4 separate regions of the Mus musculus genome follow, and all the other regions are linked to region 1. Evidence: chromatin contacts called from public promoter capture Hi-C data. All regions are on one chromosome and are shown on one strand. The core of a region is the stretch at or near the end of the contact, and the rest is flanking DNA. Distances in the headings are between cores, read along the strand shown. Region 1 holds the start of Ttk (Ttk protein kinase). Region 2 has its middle 27 kb from the start of Gm25125. Region 3 has its middle 13 kb from the start of Tent5a. Region 4 holds the start of Irak1bp1 (interleukin-1 receptor-associated kinase 1 binding protein 1).

Region 1 (2,890 bases), core at 254-2,753:
CTGCCTCAGATTCCCAAGTTTGGTGTATCTATCTGCCTGCCTGTTTCCCTCCAGCAAAAAACACTTGTAATGTTTCCAAACAAAAGAAGTTAAAGTATGAAGTACAATTTAACGGATAACCATCACTTACTGAGAAAAACAGAAACAACTTCATTAGGCCACACAAGGTGGTTAACACTGCTCACCTTCAACTCGGAGGCTCTCAACGGTTTTTTTTTTTTTTTTTTTAGGTTTTTGTTTGCTTTTTTAAGCAAAGAAAAAACTCACCCGTGTGATCGGCACAGATTTTAGACAAGCTTAGCTCATCAGTACAGTCTTCATTTATCTTATTTTTAATATCTCTCATTTTGCTCATGATGGAATCAATCGTCACACTGCTGCCAATTAACTCTTCAGCCTCCATTTCTAAATTGTAACTCGTCTTTGGAATAAATAAGATAGAACATTAGTTTTGTAAACATATCTATCTAAATGTAACTGTTATGAGGTAAGTGTTAGTGGCAACTAAATCAAACCAGAGCAACAAAACCCACAAGGACATAGCTTGTAATTTACCAGAACAAAGTTTCAACGAACCAAAAACATCTATTCTTCCCAGTATGAAACAGCATTGAGGTTACACTGTGTGAACCTGGAAGATAATGCTCTCATGACGCTTTTGTGTTTTGAGTAAGGGTGTTAAGTAGCCTAGGATGGCCTTGCTCTCTCTGATTCTGCAGCTTATCTCCTTACATCTCCCAAGCACTAGCTGTACATAGATACACCACCACGTCCAGCTGACGCCTTTGAAAACTTCATTTCACTGAATGTCTTTCTTTCACCTACGGAACGTAAGGAATCCGTTTGGTAATGACAATAAGTTGTCCCTTTGGTCGCCTACCCTGCCAGAGTAAATATTGACATTGCGCGCATTCTGCATCCTTCTACAGATAAGCGACTTTCAGAAGTTTGTCCCAGACAAAGCCCTGATTTGTGCTTTTATCCTTCTAATGCAAGCATCGAGGTACTTGTCACAGTACTGGAGCCCAGGCGCTCCGGTTATCTGCATGAATGTGTTGGTTAATAGCCCACAGTCTGCAGGCTTTCTGTCACTCTGTCTGCCATTCTCCACAACGCAGTAACTAAAGCTCAGAGCCACCGCGGAGTGTTAACAATAAAAATGGGCCCAAAGGAGGGGAGCAAGGGGTTCCCCACCTCCTCCCAGCTCACAGCCACCCACGGGGGCAGGTCTTGAGAGTTACACAATCAGTCCTGACCCGCACGGCGCACCCGCTTCTGGGCCCTGCTCCCCCACCAGCAGCCCAGGACCTACAGGCCGTACCCGCCCGCCTGGCCGGGGGCTCAAGCGCCAGCTCGCTCGCCGCCACCCTCGTCACCCAGCAGCCTCCCGCCGGCCGCAGCCTCTCTGCCATGCCCGCTCTGATGCACCCACCTCTGAAAGCCAAGCTGCAGCCCAAACAGCAGCACCCCAACCCCTCTCCGGAAACACGTTTGAAATTTCCCCGCTGCCTTCCCCGCTACCTCTCATTGGTTACGGCTCGCCACGTGGAAGCGTGGGCCGTGATTGGCTCCTTGCGTCGCACCGCCCCTCCTGCGTTGAGGCCGGACCCACCCACTTCAAGCGGCCCGGGGAGTTACCCGCAGCTGCCGACGCGCTCGCCGTGCTGACCTGCGCCTGTACGGTCAGGGGTCAGGGTCTTTTTCTTTGGTGCTCTCCCGCTGGACCTTGCACTACCCTCCAGGGAGCCCTGGCCTCGCCTTCAACCCAAGACCCGCCCTTCTCTTTGTTAGAATTCTGGTCCCCTCCCTGTCGGGACATCCTGGCTGAGCTCCTTTCTCCGAACCATTCCCCCCCCCCGCCCCCATCCCCGTGATGCTGTCTCAGTTATGAGCTCAGCTGCTCTTAGGAGAAACGCTTCTCTAGGCTTTCTCAATGGTACCCAGCTCCCCTAGCAGACTGTGTGGTCCAGGGGAACGGTTTCATGGGCGAGAAATGGCGCAGATGCTGTGTTTTTGCTCTGGTTTACTCTTGATAGTTTTGCTTTGTGTAAGAAGCTACAGCAGTAGCCAGATCTCTCATCTTCATTCAGTAAGTGATGCCCTCTGTCACAAATTGCTGATACCCAAATCTGTGGATATTCCAAGTCTTTAAATAAAGAGGCATTGTACACACAACCTATGCTCTATTCCTGTATACATTTATTTTCTTTTGGTGGGGGAGGGGAGCTAGTTTGTTTTTGTTTTCGAGGCAGAATCTCACTGTGTGTGTATTCACTGCTGCCACAGAACTGACTCCCTTTGCAGAACAGGCTGGGGTTAAAGGCATGTGATTTAAATCTCCCAGCGTCCTGAATACTTTAAAATTTATCGTCTATGCATCATTTGTAATACCCAGTTGAATACAGAAGTGATACAAATAGATGTTATATAGTGTTACTTAAGAAATATTGACAAGTTGTTCAATAGAGACACAGGAAAAACATATTTTTTTCTCATCTACAGTTGAGTAAATCCATGAATGTAGAACCTATAGACACAGAAGGTTTAATGCAAAGTTAGTCTTTAAAGTATTTTTGGTCAAGCATAAAAGCTGAAAAGCAAACCTTAAAAAGATCAGACTATCTTCATGAAATTTAACTGTAGACTAGAACACAGCTCAGTAATATTTATAGAAATACAAGAAAACTCAACAGGGTTGTCGTTACACTCTTATGTAATTGAAAAAAAAATCACCAGACTTTGAAAACAAGAAAATGTAACTATTAAGGGGGAGGGGGAATAAGGGATCAATTAAAACAGACCAGAAATGACACAGATGACATATTTGGCTAATTAGGACATTAAAATAGTAATGTGTGCTGTATTTTATGCACTCCAAAAACTTAAGAGA
Region 2 (2,890 bases), core at 255-2,754, 1.7 Mb before region 1:
GTGGCTGAGAGTATCTCTCAGCAAGCCTTACTCATTATAGGAAGGAAGCTTGAGGAAGGAGCAGTCTAGCGAGTCTGGTCAGTTTTGGTTCTTTCCTTAAGGCTCTGAGTTGTTTTCTTCTTGAGTTTAATGAACTTTCCTATAGGACAGAGTATTTCACATCCCTAAGCCTAGTCCTTAAAGGAGCTTCCCTCTGGTATAGGATGTTTTATCTCAGAGGAAACTGTTAAACAACACATGATTGCTTTCACATGTAGAAATCAGAATTAAAAATTAAAACTCACGTGAAAGAAGTGAAAGGACTACTAGGAAAGGCAGGGTGTCATGGTACAGGAAGACAGAAACATTTTGGCAGAGGGTTGGGAACTATGGAATGACCAAATCAGGTTATACACATATATGGAAATGTCACAGTGAAACCCATATATACATACATGCATATATATATATATACACATATAAATTGCAATAATAAAAACAAATGACTAAATAAATTAAAATAATGGAAGCATAATTTATTCGTTTAGTAAGCAATGGATCGTTGGCTGCTTACTATACAGGCAGTGTGCTAAGGATTCAGTAAGAATCAAGTGAAGAGAGTCCTTGCCCTGAGACAAGGAAATAATACCTACAAATGCATCATTTAAAATGTTACATGAGGAACGAACCTCCTGCCTTAGAGAGACTGGGGAACATCTAATGATGACTTCAGGAATCAACCAAGGTGTCACAGAAATAGATCCAAGCTGAGGTATTCAGGGTAGGGACTTACAGATAAACAGGAAGCCGAGGTGGGTCATTAAAGATATACATCCAGTAAAGAAGTATGGGATTTCGCCAACGTGGCAGTGAACAAGCAAAAACGTTTTAAACAAGTCTACATGGATCATTTCAAAGAATGCTTGTGCTAGCCCTCCATCTCTGAAAGGACCACAGCCCCAAGGGGGTGATTTATATGTGTGTTTTAATTTGGTGTGGGATTCAGGCTCAGATGTTTCAACTTATCCAAAGTCAAATGTCAATTGAAAATTACTGTTTACAGAGTAAACTGCCTTTTTAGTTGGGATGTGTTTCCTCATGGCTTTAGCTCAGTGAGCACCATAATGTTGGGTCTCTATTTAGATGTCCTGTAGTGGATATGCTCTTCATTTAGAATGTGAGCGGGTAGGCCCTCCTGACCCCTCAGAAGGCAAATGCTGTGAATATTTGTTATCACAAAACCTACATCAGAGATGCACTTTTCTTGCCACCAAAATACTTTTAATGTATTTGTTTACATAAGCTCGTTAACAGAGTCTCATCAAACTACTAAGGTGTCTTAATACCTGTTTGCTTCCACTTTTTCAGAGAAGGATTCGGTGGACAGGTAGTCTGTCTTTAGCTCAAAGAAGGGAGCTGAAGACACATGGGACCAGGAGGTAACACACCGAGCTCCCCAAGGCTCAAATTCTGGAAGTTCCAAATGGGAGGAAATACGATTACATTTGGTTCATTGCACATGACTGAGCTCCAAGACTGTCAGTTGTACAGGGAATCAGCTTTCCTTTGAGACTTCCTGGTTAAGGTGGTTTGTAACAGAGGCCTCTAATGGCAAAAGCTGTCAGATTTTTATTTTTATTTTTGAAAAGGAGATGCAGCTTTTTGTTCATATATATTAAGTCTTACCCTGAATGTTCAATGGACCACTGGGCTTTCTTTCAGTGTGTGAGTTTGTTTTGGTGTGGTGTTTTCCTCTTCAGAGGTGTATGCTAGTTCTGTTTTGCAAAGAGCTTTTTCCATGGAAGAAAATTATGTTGCATGCAAACCAGCACTGGATAGGATAAAGGCAGTCTAGATGTATTCTCTTTTGCTCTCATGACACTTTGATTTCTGAGTTCATGTCTGGCCAGCTGGGAAATAATGCACAGAGGTCAAATGGTTTGAAAGTCTGAGGTGAAGTCCCATGAATAAAGTAAGTTAGAGATAACTTTTAAACCCTGGCCACACTTAATCAGAATATACATAATGACATTATCAGTCTCCTGCTTCTTCAAAATATCCTTTGAGTTTCACTGAATAAAGTTAATAAATGAGGTTAGCACATGCCGGAAAGGCCACTTCCCTCTCTCCTCTTCCTGGTGCATATTGACAATGCCCAAGTATTTATGTTTCATTGACTTGATAAACTCTTAGGATTTTGGAGTATCATCTACTTTGTGAAACTTTAAATATCACTTCTGGAAAAGAAAAAAAGATTACATTCATTTGGATAAGCCAAAATGGCCTGGTCTTCGGTCATTTCTAAGTAGTACAAAAAGAAAGCTATTGTTTTTGTTTTGTTTTGTATTGTTTTGTTTTGTTTTTGTTTTGTTTTTTTTTTGGTGAAATTTTTCTGGAACTGAAAAAAAAACCTGAATATTTTTTAAAGTCAATGAAGTCTGTATGGGTTTAAGATGGTCATCTAGCATCATAATCATAAAGCATATTGCCCAATAACATTTTATAAAGTAGCTAGTACACCTATGAATACCATTAAAGTGTAAAGGAAGACATTTCCCTCAACATTATGAACAGAATCACACTGCTTTGCTTAAACATTTCATTAAGTTTCACACTTACTGTCTACACTCAGGTTTCCAAAACCCTTTGCTATGGAATATTTTGTTAGAAAAAAATTCTGCAGAACCAACTGTTTAAAAGATGATATTTTTTTCACTACATCCCCTCCCCCTGTATTTTGGTGACTGATTTTAGGATTACTTGGAACTTAATTTTAAGCTTATCATGTACAAGCTAGTCTCTAATTCATGAGGAAAGTGTAGTTAATTCCAATACTCTTAGTCATGGGTGTTTCTGGTTAGCTTCATCAGGGATTCTAGCAGAGCAGGTTCCCTGACTTTTTACAGTAGAT
Region 3 (2,890 bases), core at 203-2,702, 1.5 Mb before region 1:
AGATGCTTGGTATTTTACCCAGTGCGGGATGCCCTTCTATTACTCTCAGTGGCAATGATCCAAATTTTTGAACACTTCGAATACTCATACCGTGGTACATGAGACTCCACAGTCCAGACTGCATTGTGAGAAAATTCCACAAAGCTTGACTTGGAATCTCAGAGAGAAGGAGGCCTAAATAAACGTTAAGATTTAAGATTTCCTCCTGTACATGAAACCTTTTGGGAAGAGCCAATATTCTAGAAAGGCAGTGTCTCACTGAAAGGGGGGTGAATTACCTACTGGTCTATTCCAATAGTCTTTACAAGGCCTCTGAAGTCAATACATTCCCCTGGTTGTATACCATTTTCCTATGCTAATGGTTCAATCTTATTATGGTTTTATCATTTAAAAGTTACTGTAAGTCATATCTAAAAAAATAACTAGTGAATAAATATAAGAACTATTATCTTATTTATTTGTCTCAGTGCTATGGTAAAACACACAGCAATTGAAGGGAGGGTTCCTTTTGGCTCACTCCTGAAGGCTCAGTACCTTCTGCTGAGGAGTCCTGGAGTCAGGAGTTTAAGGCAGCTGGTCACATTGGATTCCTAATCAGGAAGCAGAAGGAGATAAGTTGTTGGTGTTTCACTGACTCTTTCCTTTTGATCTAGTTCAGGACCAAACCCCAGAGAATACTTCCACCCACTTTTAGGATGGGTCTTCACATCTCAGTAAAACTCATCTAGATAACCCTTCAGAAGCAGTCCAGAGGCTGCCTTTACCATGATAATCTTTCCCAGGCATGTCCAGAGGCTAACCTATTCAAGATAATCCCTCCTGGGCAGGCCCAGAGTCTTGATTCTTTGGAGATGCTAGATTATGTCAAGTCAACAATTAATCTTAACCTGCAGTTTTATGGTGCAATAAACCATAGTACACAAACCTGTCTCTTCCCTCATGGTTGCCTTTCCTAGCTAACTCTACTCAATCTTTGTTGATTCCTTCAATTTAAGTTGCTTCACAACACAGATGTGTACTTGTGTGGATACTTAGATGCATGAAAACAAAAGGAAATGCTAGAAAATAGTGCTATGACTTTGCATGCTTAACACTGTACATTAGTCTACTTTATTGGTGTTTCTAGGTTTAAAAAAAGCATTCAAAGGACTGCATAATCCTTATAGACTATGATCTATGATATGAAATCCAAACTACAGTCATCCTTTATACTCATATACCAACACTGACCATGTAGTAAGTGGTCTCCTTTGTATTTTTCCTCCTCTCCATTCCCAACAGCATTTAGAGGCAAGTGTGATCTCTAAAGCTAAATCCTTTCATTCCCTTGTTTATAGTCAGTCACCAGTGACTCTTTGACTCTTCACTACAACCTCTGAGATCTGACCTTTGACTTTCGTTCTAATCTAATCTCCTGTCACCACCCCCTTCCTCTGGGTGCTCTGTCTCCAAACAGTTTGTTTCAGTTCCTCTAGTATATCAGATTGTTGCCTGACTGAGTACAGATTGCGCCCTAGGCTAGGACTACGCCCTAACTTCTCTTTTAGTTCTTGGTGGTTGTTGTTGTTGTTGTTTCCTGCTCTTTTCTTTTTTTTTTTTTTTAATGTGGCTAGGCATTTCTTGATCTTTCTGGTTTAAGCAGATAATCCTTTTTAAATTAATTATCTATCTCATCCCATTATCAAATATCAACCACACTTAGAAACACAAGGAAAATATATGTTAGCCAGAAAACTGCTCAAGTCATGAGCAAGGTCTCCACTGGCAAGGAAATAGTCTTTTGAGGCAGGATCACACTCATTTTAGGATCAAGAACTTGGACTTGACAAATGTGACTTTATAGGATTCATCATGTCTGTAATGACTACCTTTCCATTTATGGTTTAACATTAAAGCCACTTTTATTTTGAAAAATTCTACATGTCACCATTTTTGCCGAGATGGATGAAGAAAAGGTAGGGTTTAGTTTCACAGAAGCTAAAGACTACCAGGTCTTAAAAGTTGCAGCAGCAGCAGTAGTACTAGTAGTAGTCAAAGCTATAGAATCCTGCATGCAGAAAGGCAGTGGTCAGAGATTGCTGGTAGAGATAGCTCCAACACTGGAGGTTCTAGTGACGTAATGTTGTTGATTCAGAACTTAATTAGAGGGTATGCACATTCTTGAACCATTCATACCCTAGCTTGGGGGGATTGTCCTGAGGTGAAGGTTATGGATAACTTCCTTGCTTTGCACAAGGATAGTGCTGTTGAAGGACCCATAAGTTCTTTTGTTCTAATGACTAATAGCTACTATTTGTGTCCCAGCAATTCCAGGTCCATAAGGACATTATCTGTGTACTCCTGACCAGCAGACACCTGAATTTATGGAGATTCAGAAATATATCTGCCTTTGAGTTCAAGAAAGACTTAGTCAGTCATCCATTGGAGGGAGCACAGGATCCCCAATGAAGGAGCTAGAGAAAGTACCCAAGTTTGCAGCCCCATAGGAGGAACATCAATATGAACTAACCAGTACCCCCCAGAGCTCCTTGGGACTAAACCACCAATCAAAGAAAATACATTGTGGGACTCCTGGCTCCAGCTGCATATGTAGCAGAGGATGGCCTAGTCGGTCATCAATGGAAGGAGAGGCCCTAGGTTCTGTGAAGGTTCTATGCCTCAGTATAGGGAAATGCCAGGGCCAGGAAAGGTAGTGGGTGGGTTGGGGAGCAGGCGGAGTGGGGAGGGGGCAAGGGATAGAGTATTTTCGGAGGGGAAACTAGGAAAGGGGATAACATTTAAAATGTAAATAAAGAAAATGTCTAATAAAAAAGAGAAGGATTTAGAAAAGGCAACTTTACAAGAATATTAAGATGAATGTCCTGAGAGAGAACTCATCAGAGACCAAGAT
Region 4 (2,890 bases), core at 211-2,710, 1.0 Mb after region 1:
AAGTTGGAAGCAATCTCGATTGTGGTTCCAGGAACAGGATTTCAAATATTTTTCTTTTAAACTCAGAGCATTATTTTATTGCCGTAAATTTGGAAAGTGGTGATATTAAAACACGCCTAAGAGTCGCTGTGTGGACATTTTTGCCCCATTCGTTAAAAGGAGGGAGGCTTAAGGTGCGACCTATTTAGTGATTTGTTCCACAGACATGTCTAGAAAGTAGAAATATTTCACCTATGACACCTACATACATTGACTTAAAAAAGTTAAAACTAAAAAGGTGGAAAATTTGGGGTAGGCGATCATTATAAACCATAAATAGATGCTAATAAGTACATTGAAGAGCCACTCCACACAAACCTTTGATTGGATGGAAGCAGTTCAGGCTCCTCACCGACCTATTTCAACATGCAGAATAAAAACTACCAAAGTGTGTGTATGGGGAGGGGGGGTGGGGGGAGGGGGGAGGAGAAGGTTCAACATTCTACTTATGCAAACATTTACATGTAATTTTTCAAAAAAACATTTCATCACTCTAATCTTAATAACAAAACCACTGTAGCAAACATCACCAGATAAAAACCTACCCAACCACGGGCGTGGTGGCGCACGCCTTTAATCCCAGCACTGGGGAGGCAGAGGCAGGCGGATTTCTGAGTTCGAGGCCAGCCTGGTCTACAAAGTGAGTCCAGGGCAGCCAGGGCTATACAGAGAAACCCTGTCTCAAAACAAAAACAAAAACAAACAAACAAAAACCCTACCCAACCTGCATTCCTGATTTCAAGTTCGCTGCGGCCCATAACGGCTTTCATCTAGATTCTAGAAGGAAAGGTCAAACATCCATTGCGCCCTAGAATGGATCCTGCGGTAACAAAGCATCCCCAAAGGTACAGAGTCACCCGCTCTGCACCCCGTCTCGGAAGTCTCACCTGAAACCCCTGCTGCTGGAGGCTCTGCGTGATGTAGTCCAGGCGGCGACACACACTCTTCTTGGCCTCGGCCGACACCTCCTTGGTGCTGCTCACTCGCACGGTCACCAGCGCTCGGTCGGGGCTGGCGGACACCTCGGCCGCGCCGCTCACGTGGACCTCACGGGCTCCGGGGTGGGCCTCCGCGACGTGGGGTCGGCGGCCGATCGGCTGCGCCTCCGCGGCCGAGATCGGATGGTTTTCCCGGCCCCGGTCAGCCCAGGGAACCAGTTCCATGAACACCCGCGATGCAGGGGCGGGTTGCAGCGACATAGCTGGGGCAGCTGTGTTGCCATAGCAACGCCAGGTTGATGGCGGGGAGTGACGTTTAGCTGCCGCGCGCTTGCTAGTCCGCGCGGAGGATGCCGGGATGGAGGCGCCGCTGCAGCGTGGAGACCGGGTTTTCCCCCAGGGAAGGAGGCCTGCACACATTTTAAATAGTTACCTCCTCATGGCCTGCAAGAACCGGAGCTGTCTGTCCTGCCCTCGCGGTCAGTGATCACGGGCCTTCCACGTGACCAGTCGTTCTTCTCCCCTCCCCCTGGGCCGCCTCCATCCCTCAGTCCGCATGGGGATGAAGGCTCTGCGTTTCCAACGTGTGTGATCCCGGTAGCCCTTTCTTCCCGAATTTCACGGTGCCGGGGCGGCCTCCTTCTTTGTGAGACTCCGGTGGTCTTACCCGCAAGTGCAAGTACTTGTTTGGTTCGTGAGGAGTTTCTCTTCAAATAAACTACGTTTTGCTCGTGAGAGTTTGGACACTATGGGGATCCTCGAGTGCGTTTTTTTCCAGGACACTGTTGATTTTTTTCCCCCACAACTGCTGTTTGTTTATTAGAGGCCCGCTGAATGTAGAGTGTTGGCATGTGGAAAGACAGAGAAAACGGGGGGGTGGGTGGGGGTGGGTGGGATGTTGTTCGTCATAGCTACAATCTTTAGAAAGAGTGTCAGTGTCAAATTCTAAATGTCTTGGAGTAATTCTGGTCTTGAGCCTGGACATCAGCGTGAGCAATGACAGGCATGTCATGTACTTGTCTGTTATAGCTTCCTCTTCCCCTTTTGGAGACAGGGTCTCAGTATGTAACCCCGACTGGCCTGGAATTTACCTTGTTGACCAGACTGACCTCGAGCTTGCAGAAATGCAAGGTTTCGACCCATTTCTTGACAGCCATTATAATGAAAAGCTGTACGTGCCCTCTCCAAGCCCTCCTATTATAGTAATTTTCCTCAGCACACCCTACTGTCTCTCTTTTCTTTCCTCTTTCCCCTTCCCCGCTTCTCCCTCTGCTCTAGAGTGCTGGGGTTCAAACCACACCTGGCCTATAGTCATTTTCTTAATGTCTTGGTGATGACAGCTCGTCTGATTCCTGTTAGAATTTTATTAACAGAATGGGAGGAGAAAACCTTGGGGGCAGGGATGTAGGAAGTAGTTTTTTATAGGAACTTGAAAAAGTCTATAGTCTTTGTGATTTTTCCTCAAATTTTTAAAAAACCAGTATTTTAATTCAATAATTTAGCTAGATCAAGTGGTAATCTCTTTGTTTGGTCCATCATTAGGTCAACATAATTGTTTAGTTTGAAACTTATTGTCAGATAAGAATTATATATATGTATATATGTGTGTATATATATATATATATATATATATATATATATATATATATAATTATAATTTAAGAACTTTCCACCATATAACCATATATGCATACAGGCATATATGCATATTTTACAACTCTAGGCAATGAAAATACCTTTTAAAATTGGAGGAATTTCTTTGTTCTTTTTGGTGGACCGCAGGGATTGAACTGAGGCCCCCAGGCTTGGGATCAAGTACCTTTGTCAGCCGAGTTGTCTCACTCTGCTAAGTCCGTTTTGGGAGACAGGATCTACTGTCACTGGCATCCAAGATAGGCTAGCTAGCCATCCAG

Evidence for each region. Promoter capture Hi-C pulls out the DNA fragments that hold promoters and counts their contacts.
Region 2: a promoter capture Hi-C map of the HPC-7 cell line shows a contact between it and region 1, with 10 times the contacts expected there. The contact joins the enhancer-like site here to the promoter of Ttk in region 1. A contact is called at or near these places in 12 of 39 promoter capture datasets (the 3T3-L1 cell line, the HPC-7 cell line, HPC-7-derived erythroid cells and 9 more).
Region 3: a promoter capture Hi-C map of the HPC-7 cell line shows a contact between it and region 1, with 5 times the contacts expected there. The contact joins the enhancer-like site here to the promoter of Ttk in region 1. A contact is called at or near these places in 12 of 39 promoter capture datasets (the 3T3-L1 cell line, the HPC-7 cell line, cranial neural crest and 8 more), 2 of 115 datasets of contacts at active chromatin or transcription factors (large pre-B cells and microglia) and 1 of 9 other capture datasets (adipose tissue).
Region 4: a promoter capture Hi-C map of pre-B cells shows a contact between it and region 1. The contact joins the promoter of Irak1bp1 here to the promoter of Ttk in region 1. A contact is called at or near these places in 2 of 39 promoter capture datasets (erythroid cells and pre-B cells) and 1 of 484 Hi-C or Micro-C datasets (regulatory T cells).

The regions. Positions count from the first base shown.
Region 1 is chr9:83,833,302-83,836,191 of GRCm38.p6, reverse strand. Ttk (Ttk protein kinase) reads right to left here and starts at 1,503. Exons shown (of 22, transcript NM_009445.2): 1 at 1,433-1,503; 2 at 268-421. The coding sequence starts at 403.
Region 2 is chr9:85,497,800-85,500,689 of GRCm38.p6, reverse strand. No RefSeq gene overlaps it. Among named protein-coding and RNA genes, the nearest start is that of Gm25125, 27 kb to the right of the region's middle. Within about 2 kb of position 1,504, at least 5 of the 459 cell types and tissues checked have an H3K27ac peak or open chromatin away from gene starts, as enhancers often do. A contact at or near this core is called in the HPC-7 cell line, where this site is marked.
Region 3 is chr9:85,339,058-85,341,947 of GRCm38.p6, reverse strand. No RefSeq gene overlaps it. Among named protein-coding and RNA genes, the nearest start is that of Tent5a, 13 kb to the right of the region's middle. Within about 2 kb of position 1,452, at least 53 of the 459 cell types and tissues checked have an H3K27ac peak or open chromatin away from gene starts, as enhancers often do. A contact at or near this core is called in the HPC-7 cell line, adipose tissue and hematopoietic stem and progenitor cells, where this site is marked.
Region 4 is chr9:82,828,376-82,831,265 of GRCm38.p6, reverse strand. It overlaps Irak1bp1 (interleukin-1 receptor-associated kinase 1 binding protein 1), which reads right to left and starts at 1,460. Exons shown (of 4, transcript NM_022986.4): 1 at 927-1,460. The coding sequence starts at 1,238.